Regions from separate parts of the Mus musculus genome. Here regions 2 and 3 are each linked to region 1. Evidence: chromatin contacts called from public Hi-C data. All regions are on one chromosome and are shown on one strand. Each heading gives the region's core, a stretch centred on a gene start, on an enhancer-like site or on the middle of the called end of the contact. The rest is flanking DNA. Distances are from core to core; before and after follow the strand shown. Region 1 overlaps Gm33510 (a long non-coding RNA gene). Region 2 has its middle 42 kb from the start of Pde7b. Region 3 has its middle 120 kb from the start of Pde7b.

Region 1 (3,606 bases), core at 596-3,095:
TATGTATGTGTGTGATTGTGTATATGTCTCTGTGTGTGGCTATGTGTATGTCTCTGTGTGTGATTGTGTGTATGTCTCTCTGTGTGTCTGTGTGGGTGACTGTGTGTTATATGTGTGTGTGATTGTATGTATGTCTCTGTGTGTGTGTGTGTGTCTGTGTGGGTGACTGTGTTGTCTGTGTGTGTGATTGTGTGTATGTCTCTGTGTGTGTCTGTGTGTGTGACTGTGTGTATGTATGTTTGTATGTATGTGTGACTGTGTATGTCTGTGTGTGTGTGTCTGTGACTATGTGTATGTGTGTGTGTGACTGTGTGTATGTCTCTCTGTGTGTGTGACTGTGTGTATGGCTGTGTGTGTGTGATTGTGTGGATGTCTGTGTGTGTGTGATTGTGTGGATGTCTGTGTGTGTGTGACTGTGTATATGTCTCTGTGTGTGGCTGTGTGTACATCTGTGTATGTGAGACTGTGTGTATGTCTGTGTGTGTGTGTGATTGTGTGTATGCCTCTATGTGTATCTGTGTGTGTGTGTGTGTGTGACTGTGTGTATGTCTGTATGTGTGTCTCTGTGTGTGACTGTATATATCTGTGTGTGTGTGTGATTGGGTGTATGTCTGTGTGGGTGTCTGTGTGTATCTGTGCATGTGTATATGTGTGTTGCATATGACTATAGTGTGCATGTGTATGTGTGTTTGTCTGTGTGTATGTCTGTAAAACCATAACAGTTAAAGACAAAGAGGCCATGAATTCCAGATGCATCAAAAAGGAGTGTTTGAAGATAAGAAAGAGAGGGGCATAAATGATGTAGTTGTATTTTAATTTAAAATAATTTCCTTTGTGTGATTAGAATTATTTTTTTATAATTTTCGTTCAAAAATAACATTGAATTTGTTCCTGGACTATATCTATCTATATCTATGTCTATATCTATACCTATATCTATATGCCTATACCTAAATATATATATATTGTATATTATATATGTGTGTAATATATGTAGCATATGTGAATATAATAGATTATATATGTATTATATTGTATATTACTATAACATTATGATTAATTTCCCCCCTTGTCCCCTGTCAACCCCCACACCTCCCTAGCAGCTATTTGTTCTACATTCTTGTCTCTTTGTTTGTTCTGTGACCCACTGAGTTTAATCAGTGCTATTTGTGTGTCTTCAATGGAATAATGTTAAATCATAAAGGATAAAATTCTATAATAGGCAATAAGTAATATATTAGATATAATATATAAAAATATACAAGTAAATATGTGCATAATATACATACATGATAATATTAATATTTTTATAAAATATAATAATTTATGTTAGTAGGTAAAATTATAACATAGTGGAGCAGTACAGCACCACATTAAGTGAAGTAAGTAAGGCACAGGAGACAAACACTGCCTGCTCACTAAAGGTGGAACTGATAACTCGGAAGTAAAACAGATGTCACTGGAAGAGTAGGAGGGAATGCTTAGTCCACAGTGTTAACCAAAATACAGCTGACAGGAAGTAAGTGGAATGTTCTACAGCAAAGCAGACTGAACATAGCCTCAGTAAAAAAAAAAAAAAAAAAAAAAAGACTGCACATCCCCAAATCACCAGAGGAGAAAAGTGTTTGGTCCCTAACACACAGGAGCCATGTCTGCAGAGATGGAAGTGCTCGCTGACCTGACCTGGTCAATACACATTGTATACACGTACTGAGTTATAGTAATGCATCCAGAAATAGTTACACAGTTTAAAATGGGAAGTTCTATCAGGAGGGAGTGGGGCTGAGTGACAACTGGGACAAGAAAGCTGTGAAGACCACATAGTGTATTGGCTGCTACGTACTCAGCGGTGGGTTCCAGAATGCGTATGTGAACATTTACAATCTATTTTTAAAAGTCCATCCAGTTGGACATGGTGGTGCACACCTTTAATCCCAGCACTTGGGAGGTAGAGGTAGACAAATCTCTGAGCTCAAGATTAGCCTGGTCTACAGAGTTCCAGGACAAGGAGATGTCCAGGTATCTCTTTGACATGACGATTCCGTTTTCTTTAGAAACTCAGTAGTGTGGTTGCTGTGTATATGGTTCTTTCGTTTTCACTTTCTGAGGAACTCCGTACAGATTTTCATGGTGGCTATATCCACGTGCACTGCCACCAACAGCCTGTGAGTCATCCACCTTCTGCATCCTCTCCGATACTGTCTTGTCCTTTTGACAGAAGCCACTCTCAGTGGGGGAAGTGAAACTCCAGTGTGGTTTTGATTTGTATTTTCCTAATGATCCTGAGCTTTCCTAGTGATGCTGAGCTCTTTCTTATGTATTCACTGGCCACTTGTATTTCCTCTTTTAAGAACTGTGTGTGCAAAGTATTTGCCCTTTGTTTAAAATCATACTTCTTGCTGTTGTTGGGATTCATATATATTCCAGACACTAACTCTTATCAAATAAGCAGTGTGTCCATTTTTCTTTCTGTTACCACTGCACAGTGGTGCAGAGGCTTCGTGGTTTTACAGAGCTCCATTTGTTTACTTCACCTTTATTCTCCATGTTTTAGGGCCTTAAAAAAATCTTTGCCCAACATCCTGAAGGTGTCCCTTTCTCTTTTCTTCAGTAGTTCCTTTGTCTTGGGTCTTATAGTTCCTTAATCTATTTTGAGATGGGTTTTGTATCACATGAGATGGAGGGGGCTAATTTCATTCATACACACACACACACATATATATGCATATACAATATAAACATACATATATGTACATACATATATATACGCACACATACACACACACACACACACACACACACACACACACACACATATATCCATACACACACACAGATACAGATACACATATACATACCAACATCTCACAGTGCTGTTTTTGGGAGACTTTGTCCTCTCTCTAGCATTCTTATTGCTTTTGTTAAAAATCAGTTGGCTCTGCATACAGGGATTTGTGTCTAAATATTTATTCTGTTCTGAAGTTGGTCAATGGGTCCGTTTTGTGACAATGCCATGCTGTTTGATTACTATACTTCCATAGTGTGTTTCAATATTATATTGTAATAGTCTCGGTTTTATTGTTTTTGTTCAAGAATACACCAGGTATTCAAGGTCTTTCTTGGATCTCTCTGAGTTTCGTGACTCATTTTGGCTATATAGGGAGTGTTGTTAGTAGTTTGAGGTAAATTATACTAGATCTACTGACCATTCTAGGTAGTGTGTATATTTTATCATTATTAATTCTATCAAGCCACAAACATGGAACATCTTTCCATTTTTGATGGGTCCTCTTTATTTCCTTGGCTTAAAGCTTCCTGTTCACACACACTGACATCACAATAAGTTGGGACATTTTCTCATCAATATCACTAACATGTCTTCTTTATTGTGCCTTTAGAGACATTTAGGCAGTGTGGATATTTCTTAAGTTCAAACTTTACTCTTAGTTGCCTCCCAGTTTGCTGACCATGTGGTTATTATGTAAAATATATTCAATAAGTTTTTAGTGAAAAGAGGGAAGAACAGGCAAAGGGAGAAAGAATAAGGAGTAAAAACTTGCTAATCTTTCTCAAAGGGCTAGATACTGTGCTAGATTCCTTATAAAT
Region 2 (3,606 bases), core at 820-3,319, 240 kb before region 1:
TGCTGTAGTTAACCTCACTTTAACTTATTCTTCTACTGCTATTATTATTATTTTAGATGCTTGTTTATTTTCTAATGAGAGAGAGCAAAAAAGGATATAGATTTAGGTCATTGGGGAGATGGCAAGGGTCTGAGAAGAGTTGGGGAAAGAGAAGCCATAATAAAAATATATTGTATGAAAAACATCTATTTTCAATAAGAATTAAAAATAGGAAAATTTAAAAAATATGATACCACTTGCTTTTAAGATTTTGTATATGTATATATACATAATATACATATTATTTATCTTGTTTATCTGCCTATCTATCTATCTATCTATCTATCTATCTATCTATCATCCATCTAATCTATATCTATAATGAGTTACTCAATCTTTCTAAGTTCCTGCCCATTGACTTTAGATTTATGTAGAAAAACATGGTAGAAAACTTTGAACACCCGGAGAAGCCACAGCCCTGGACAGTCCAGAAAACTCCATTCATCTATCTCATCTAGCCTCAGAAAGTTTCCTTCAGTCTCCCCAGCTTAAGCAAAGAGGCAGATGGTACCGAGAAACAGTTAGGCTGTGGGGAAGGGCTACTTAGAAGGCTTTCATTATTGCCGGTGGGGATTTTCCTTACCTAGCAGCAAAAGGGCTAGGTTGTGAAAGGAAGGGGTTAATTTCATTCCAGCACACCTGAGACCTTGGTGATGTCCAGATGTCTAATTCCCTGAAGGAAGTCCATTTTGAAAGAGGTTACTCACAGTGGAACAAAGTTCCTTCCGTTCTCCGTCCTCTGTAGCCTTTGTGTGATTTCCCCTTGCATCTGTTTTATCTGTCTCTGTCTCTTTGTCTCTCTGTGTCTGTGTTTGTCTCTCTGTGTCTGTGTTTGTCTCTCTGTGTCTGTGTTTGTCTCTCTGTGTCTCTGTTTGTCTCTCTGTGTCTGTGTTTGTCTCTCTGTGTCTGTGTTTGTCTCTCTGTGTCTGTGTTTGTCTCTCTGTGTCTGTGTTTGTCTCTCTGTGTCTGTGTTTGTCTCTCTGTGTCTGTGTTTGTCTCTCTGTGTCTCTGTTTGTCTCTCTGTGTCTGTGTTTGTCTCTCTGTGTCTGTGTTTGTATCTGTCTGTCTCTCTCTCCATGTGAATGTATTAGGTTGAGGACAGGCAGGTAGGGTCATAGAAAGGTGAGACTCTCAGCTTTGTGTGGACACCAGGCACCTTATCTCAGTGTACCCTCACAGGGACCATTTTCATCCAACAACTCCAGAATACAGATTTATAACCATAGTAGGGAATCCTTTCCTCTTTCCTCTTATAAATCATCATCTGGCTTCCTATATGAATACTATACACATATGGAAATACATATGTGTATAGTAATTCCATATGGTAATACATATGGAAATATCTAGAATAAATTTGTATAAGACCCACCATGTGCTCAAATGTGGACATTGCTGGTCCTCAGGTTGGTCTTTTTAATTGGAAAATTAATACTAGCATTTGTCAATCAATTTCAGCAACTAGGTATGATTAACTGCTCAGAGTGCAAATGTCCATATCTCTTAGACTAGATGAAAGTCCTTTTCAATATTAACAGACCTGAGCTATGAGCTACTAAGTTCAAAGTCAACCTGAATATGTGCTGCCTTCTGAATGACATTACTGTAGGGTGTTTTTGCTTTTTGTTTTTTCTTTTTTAAACTAGGAGACTCCAATTTACTTCCAGGTCCTGTAATAAATAGCTTTGATGTCTTCGTCAGGGACCTGATATGCGTCATTCTCAACTCAAGCTTGCTGTGTTATCAACAGCCCTAGATGATGAACAGTCTTCCTGCAATTGTGTTCTTATTCAAAGCATTCCTCCTTCCCCCATTCGAGCTGGCCTTAGGTGGATGAAAGAATTGCCCAATGCACACTCTTAGGAGCATCTGGTTCAAAGAAAGATGGACCAAGCTGATTTGCTTTGTTTCTGTTTCTGCGGGTTTGCAGTGCACAGAGGAAGTCTGTTTCATAAGAGGTTACTGTCGGTGGGACTAAGTGCTTCTGGCTTGGCGAGTAAGCACTCACATATGGGAAATGAAGAAACCCGAGTAAACATTGAGTCTCCCCTGGCAGCAACCGCCCCTTTCCAAGATTTTCACGCCACTAGCAACATAAGGCAAAGTCCTGTAACATTTGGAAATGGATTCTGGGTGTTGCTACAAAAGATCAATACCTTTTTATCTTTAGTTGTCAGGGAGGCTCTGCAAGTCTACAGAGACCCACCAGTTTAAGGAGAGTAAGAGAAGTGCCTAAAGAATAGTTAGGAAGAATTTTACTGAACTGCTCACATTAGAGAGAGTTTCCCACTTAGGAAACTTCAATGCCTTGCCAACTTATTTAAATTGGACTTAAAACAATGTTTGCAGACTTTAAAATAAATTGAATAACAAGGGCATTGTGTTAGCCTTACATCAATGTGGAGAATCCAGGCATCTTACATGGCCCATCCTGTGGACCCCTCTGTTCACAGAATGAGCTAGCATTTCTTAGGAAATACATCAATTGATATCACACTCACCAAAATGTAATTTTAAGTGCAAAGGCTTAATATAACATTAATGCCTACGTGATTTTACATAGGAAATGGACAGGTCTCTTTGATCATCTTCTGTGATGGTTTACCTTGTTGACAAGCAGGATGGAGAATCACCCTAAATTCAGATTTCTGGCATGTGTGTGAGGAAGCACACTAGGTGACTTGGGGTGAAAAGACCCATTGTAACTGTAGGCAGCACAGTTCTTGGGATGGCTGTCCTGCACTGATTACAGGGAAGAGAGTGGGCCGAGTAGCTGTATTCCTTGCTCTTTGCTTCCTGGCTTCAGATGCCATGCAAGCAGCTGCCTCACTCTCATCACCGTGACCTCACGGCTGGGATGGACTGGCTCCTCAACCCGAGAGCCCAACGAGCCCCTTTCCCCTTAAGTGGTTCATGTTAGGTATTTGTCACAGCAGTGCCACAATGACTAACAAACTTCACTCCATTCTGAGTCGATTCAGCCCATGGTAGGTACAGCTAGCAATGACCCAGCATTGCGATCTGAATCCGTGGGTCCTTCAGACTTCCTGTAAGCTTGTACTTTTAATATTGCAGGACAGTGGGTGCAATGTCTGTCTGTTCTGTCATAAACATTTTTTTTTACTTACTAGAATAACTAAAACCATCCCACTCGATATTTATTTAAGTATACAATGTGCCTTCCTGAAGAAAAAAAATTACAAATATTTCATAGTTTTGATTAAAAGAGGTGACAAGTATCCAGGAGGCAGAAGAAGGGTACAAAATGGCATCTGTTACATTTGGCACAGGAAAAGAAAAGACCTTATCAGGTCTGGGAAGTGTGCCTGCTCATCTCCTATGACTTTGCTACATGTGATTTATAGAGCAGCAGCAGGAGCGTCACCTGGATGCTGATTAAAATGTATCCTTTCTGGCTCCATCCTAGATGTAATCAGATTTTGCATTGAAACAAGATAATCAAGTGATTTGTATGCATGTTACACTTTGAGAAACATGCGTCTCTTAATACTGAATTCCTCCAAGCGATGGTCATGAAACGCAGGAACTGCCCCCCAGCTGTGTCTG
Region 3 (3,606 bases), core at 728-3,227, 170 kb before region 1:
GCCTCTGGAAGGCAGAGCTCTGAGGTCAGGAAGCAGGACCACTGGTGCCAGTGGGGTCAGCACAGCATGAGAAAATGTATTCAAGGGTCACAGTATTAGGGAGGCTGAGAACCATTGGCTTTAGGATATGCCACTGTGAAAGATTAAGGTGGGAGGAGGAGGAGGAGGAGGAGGAGGAGGAGGAGGAGGAGGAGGAGGAAGAGATAAGACTTAAAGCTGTATGTCCATGCCTGGGCTCCATAGATGCCTATAATCTTAGCACTTTGGAAGCAGAGACAGAAGGATTGTGAATTTGAGATCATCCTGAAGTACATAATAAGACTCTACCTCAAAGTCAACAAGAGCCATAAGAAGACGAGATAAATTGCCCAGGGCAGCCCTTGGTCACTAAGATCTCTGAGTCACACTATTCTCTAGACAACTCTGGAAAGCCCATCCATCAACATGCCAGTGATATATGTGTTATGGTAAAAAAAAAAAAAAAAAAAAACAAAAGAAGGCAATGCAGTCATTGTCAGCCAGGAGTTTGCTGTCTCCAGGAGCAGACAAGCTCATCACTCTCAGAATAAAAAGGGTCCCATGAAGCAACATTGCGTATCTGCTCTCAGCACTTTAGATGGCGCCAGGAAGTTCTGATACCTGCCATGAATACAAATTCCTTCAAAGAACACTTGAAAAGGGAAACCAAAGGACATCAAAGGCACCAACGAAAACTAGGGCTTTATTAAAGCAAAAATAATTGCTCATAATTTTGAAGATCAATGGAAAAAGGGAAATTCTTCTTCCTTTTTATGCTCCAACAATGCCTTGAATTGGGACACCTGGTAAAGGGGGAGATCCTGGGAGGGGTAGGGATACGAGATGAGGTGAACTCTTTCTACAGAGAAGACGGGTAAGCTTGGAGGCAGGAGGAATGTGTCCTATTGGGTGAGCAATACCTCCATTGAGACTGGAGAATCAAGCTTTAGCATTCTGGGCAGATGATATTTTTATGGGGAATGACAGATAAGAAAAAAAAGTGTGGCCAAAGGACAAATACATGAGGTGACATCCGGATTTGTGCAACTTTTGCAGTGGGTCCTGGACTGGGACTCATACTGTTATTTATTTATTTATTTATTTATTTATTTATTTATTTATATTAGATGAGACACTCTGTGGTGGTGAGAGGAGGGAAAGAAGAAATAATCTATGAGTTCCTATATAGTTATTAGCACATGAGTGTGATCAGTAAATGCTTGGTATTATTGTTCCTGCAATGTGACTGGGATTTAGAGTCAGAAGGAGTCTGAAGTGTAGATGGACCAATTGCTTCAGACTGCCTCAGTGATTCCCATGAAGCATCAGTGTGCAGGTAATACTCAGGCCCAGGTGAAATGATGGCTGCCTTGTCCCCTATGATCTGGCTCCCACATTGATTAAATGATCTCAGGCAAGCTTCTTCAATTTGGTCTGCAGTTCCTTGTCTGTAAATGGGAATGCTGAAAGTCTATTTCTAAGACATTTAAACGAAATCGTGCCTATAACTAGTCATATGATGGAAGCCATTCTTAGATGTTACTGTTCTCAACGGCTCAACTGTCACTTTCTCAGAGACTCACACTGGATTCTCTTCTTGGCTTGTTCATTTTCTTCTTTCTGGAATGTTCTTTCTCACTGTTGATGACCTGTCCTGCCTGACCTCTGAGTTCCCTCCTCCCGTTATCGTCTTCTCTCACCCTCAACTTGCTTTAGAACATTTAAAATTGGAAGGAGAATATTTTGCAATTGATACTGGACTTAAGTATAAGCCTTTGCCTGTATTTAATCAAAATAAGGAAGTGAGTCTACACTCGGCCCCTATAAGCACTTTCCCAACATCTGCTTTCATATCCTTTCTGTGATAGGAAATCTGATGGTTTTAGAACCCTCTAACTTCCTTTCAGAAATATTATTGTGTGAACTTTGAGTTCCCACATCCAAACGGACCTTTGTACCTGTGTCACCTGCCATAAACACTATGCAAACTAAAAATGCAAGGCACACATGAAGATTTAACAGTTCTGATAGGCAGCTGTTTGATGACCAAAATATCCTTCCAATATGTTACCTGTGTAAAATTATTTTTCTCTTTCTGCAAGCTCTTGAAAAGTTTTTAATAACCTCTCATTTCAGGGCCCCACAGAAAATACATGAAATTCACAAAAAAGACTTGTGACTACCACATTGACAGAGAAAATTAGGATTTTTGTGGTTTTCTACATAGGTCTAAAGTGTCTGGCTTCATGAGAGACTATCCTCATATGCATCAAAAGTAGAAACATAAAAACAGGGATAACATGGTAAAAAGTCATCCAAATATAAATATTGAAATGGCCATCATAAAAATGGGCATCTATACCTGACCCTACCTGTAAAGGCATCTATCTAAAGACTATCTTAAATTGTATATGTCACCTACTTTATATTGTTTTGAAAGTAAGCTCAAAGGTAGAGATGCTATTTGCTGAAGGTTAGATCTATCTGCTGAAGGTTAGACCTATTTATTCAAGGTTAGACCTATTTGCTGAAGGTTATAGCTGCTTATTGAAGGTTAGACCTATTTGCTGAAGGTTAGACCTATTTATTGAAGGCTAGACCTATTTGCTGAAGGTTAGACCTATTTTAGTTTCTGATAAGTGAGAATTCCACATCACATTGGAAAAAGAAACACATACCCATGGTAGGCAAAGTTATTCATCTGGTTGCTGGAGAAAGTCTACCGTTCATCTGAAATCAGGACAATCAGGTTTTGCTTATATTTTCCCCTGGACAACTGTGGGTGTGAAAAATTTAATGGGCCATTAGAATTTTCTTGCCAGAGCTAATTATTTATAGGGACAGCTTATGACTTAGAGTTTTCCCAGGCTTCTTACAAGTAAAGACTATTTCTAATGAGATACTGTAATTAGTGACTTATTTCTCATAGCCAAACATTTTTACTTTTTTAATTCTTACATTGCAAACATTTCCCTCCAGTAATCTGTGTGTATAGGGTACAGAGTCGCACTACCAACTGCATAATTACTGTCCCAAATCCAGTTTTTAAAAACAGCATCTCTATCATGCTTCTGACGCCAGAAGGTAGCTTAATTATAAAGAACAATGATCAGGAATATTCCAAGGGTATGGAGTCACGTTTAGGAAAGTGTCTTCATGTTATGAAACCATGTTATTGGCAGTGCAATCAAGGCATTCTTGAGTTTCAACCTTCCTTGTGTAGAGACGTAATTGAGCACTGTTCCTGCAAACAGCTTAAAAGCAGCACACTTGTCAGGGATCTGAGTCCCAGGTGATAAAAACGTGCTTTTTCATGTAGTAGCAGTTAAGGACACAGTTAAGAAGAATAACTGGCATTAGGCATGCACTCTAAAACTGCTGGAGGCTTTGACTTGAGCTGTTCAACTTAGACCTGCTCCTGAGGTCATGGATACGCGTTGGTTGAGGGGCCTAATGCTGTGGCTGCCAACTTTGACTTTGAGGTACTCTGCCTTGCACTTCGCTTTTGTCTCTGCTATCTATAAACGCTGACGGGAGAAGTTTAGTAGCTCCAGGTTCTGTGATGATATTCCTATCGTTGTTTTTATG

Evidence for each region. A called contact is a pair of places that touch in the nucleus more often than the background predicts.
Region 2: a Hi-C map of granulocyte-monocyte progenitors shows a contact between it and region 1, with 2.5 times the contacts expected there. The contact joins two enhancer-like sites. A contact is called at or near these places in 2 of 484 Hi-C or Micro-C datasets (granulocyte-monocyte progenitors and macrophages).
Region 3: a contact with region 1 is called in a Hi-C map of bone marrow-derived macrophages, with 4 times the contacts expected there. The contact joins two enhancer-like sites. A contact is called at or near these places in 6 of 484 Hi-C or Micro-C datasets (bone marrow-derived macrophages, embryonic fibroblasts, liver and 1 more), 1 of 115 datasets of contacts at active chromatin or transcription factors (bone marrow-derived macrophages) and 1 of 9 other capture datasets (embryonic stem cells).

What each region holds. Positions count from the first base shown.
Region 1 is chr10:20,833,191-20,836,796 of GRCm38.p6, forward strand. All of the region lies in intron 1 of Gm33510 (a long non-coding RNA gene), which reads right to left. Among named protein-coding and RNA genes, the nearest start is that of Gm33510, 3.8 kb to the right of the region's middle. Within about 2 kb of position 1,846, at least 60 of the 459 cell types and tissues checked have an H3K27ac peak or open chromatin away from gene starts, as enhancers often do. A contact at or near this core is called in bone marrow-derived macrophages and granulocyte-monocyte progenitors, where this site is marked.
Region 2 is chr10:20,588,317-20,591,922 of GRCm38.p6, forward strand. It overlaps a transcript of Pde7b not described here. Among named protein-coding and RNA genes, the nearest start is that of Pde7b, 42 kb to the left of the region's middle. Within about 2 kb of position 2,070, at least 31 of the 459 cell types and tissues checked have an H3K27ac peak or open chromatin away from gene starts, as enhancers often do. A contact at or near this core is called in granulocyte-monocyte progenitors, where this site is marked.
Region 3 is chr10:20,664,949-20,668,554 of GRCm38.p6, forward strand. It overlaps a transcript of Pde7b not described here. Among named protein-coding and RNA genes, the nearest start is that of Pde7b, 120 kb to the left of the region's middle. Within about 2 kb of position 1,978, at least 11 of the 459 cell types and tissues checked have an H3K27ac peak or open chromatin away from gene starts, as enhancers often do. A contact at or near this core is called in bone marrow-derived macrophages, where this site is marked.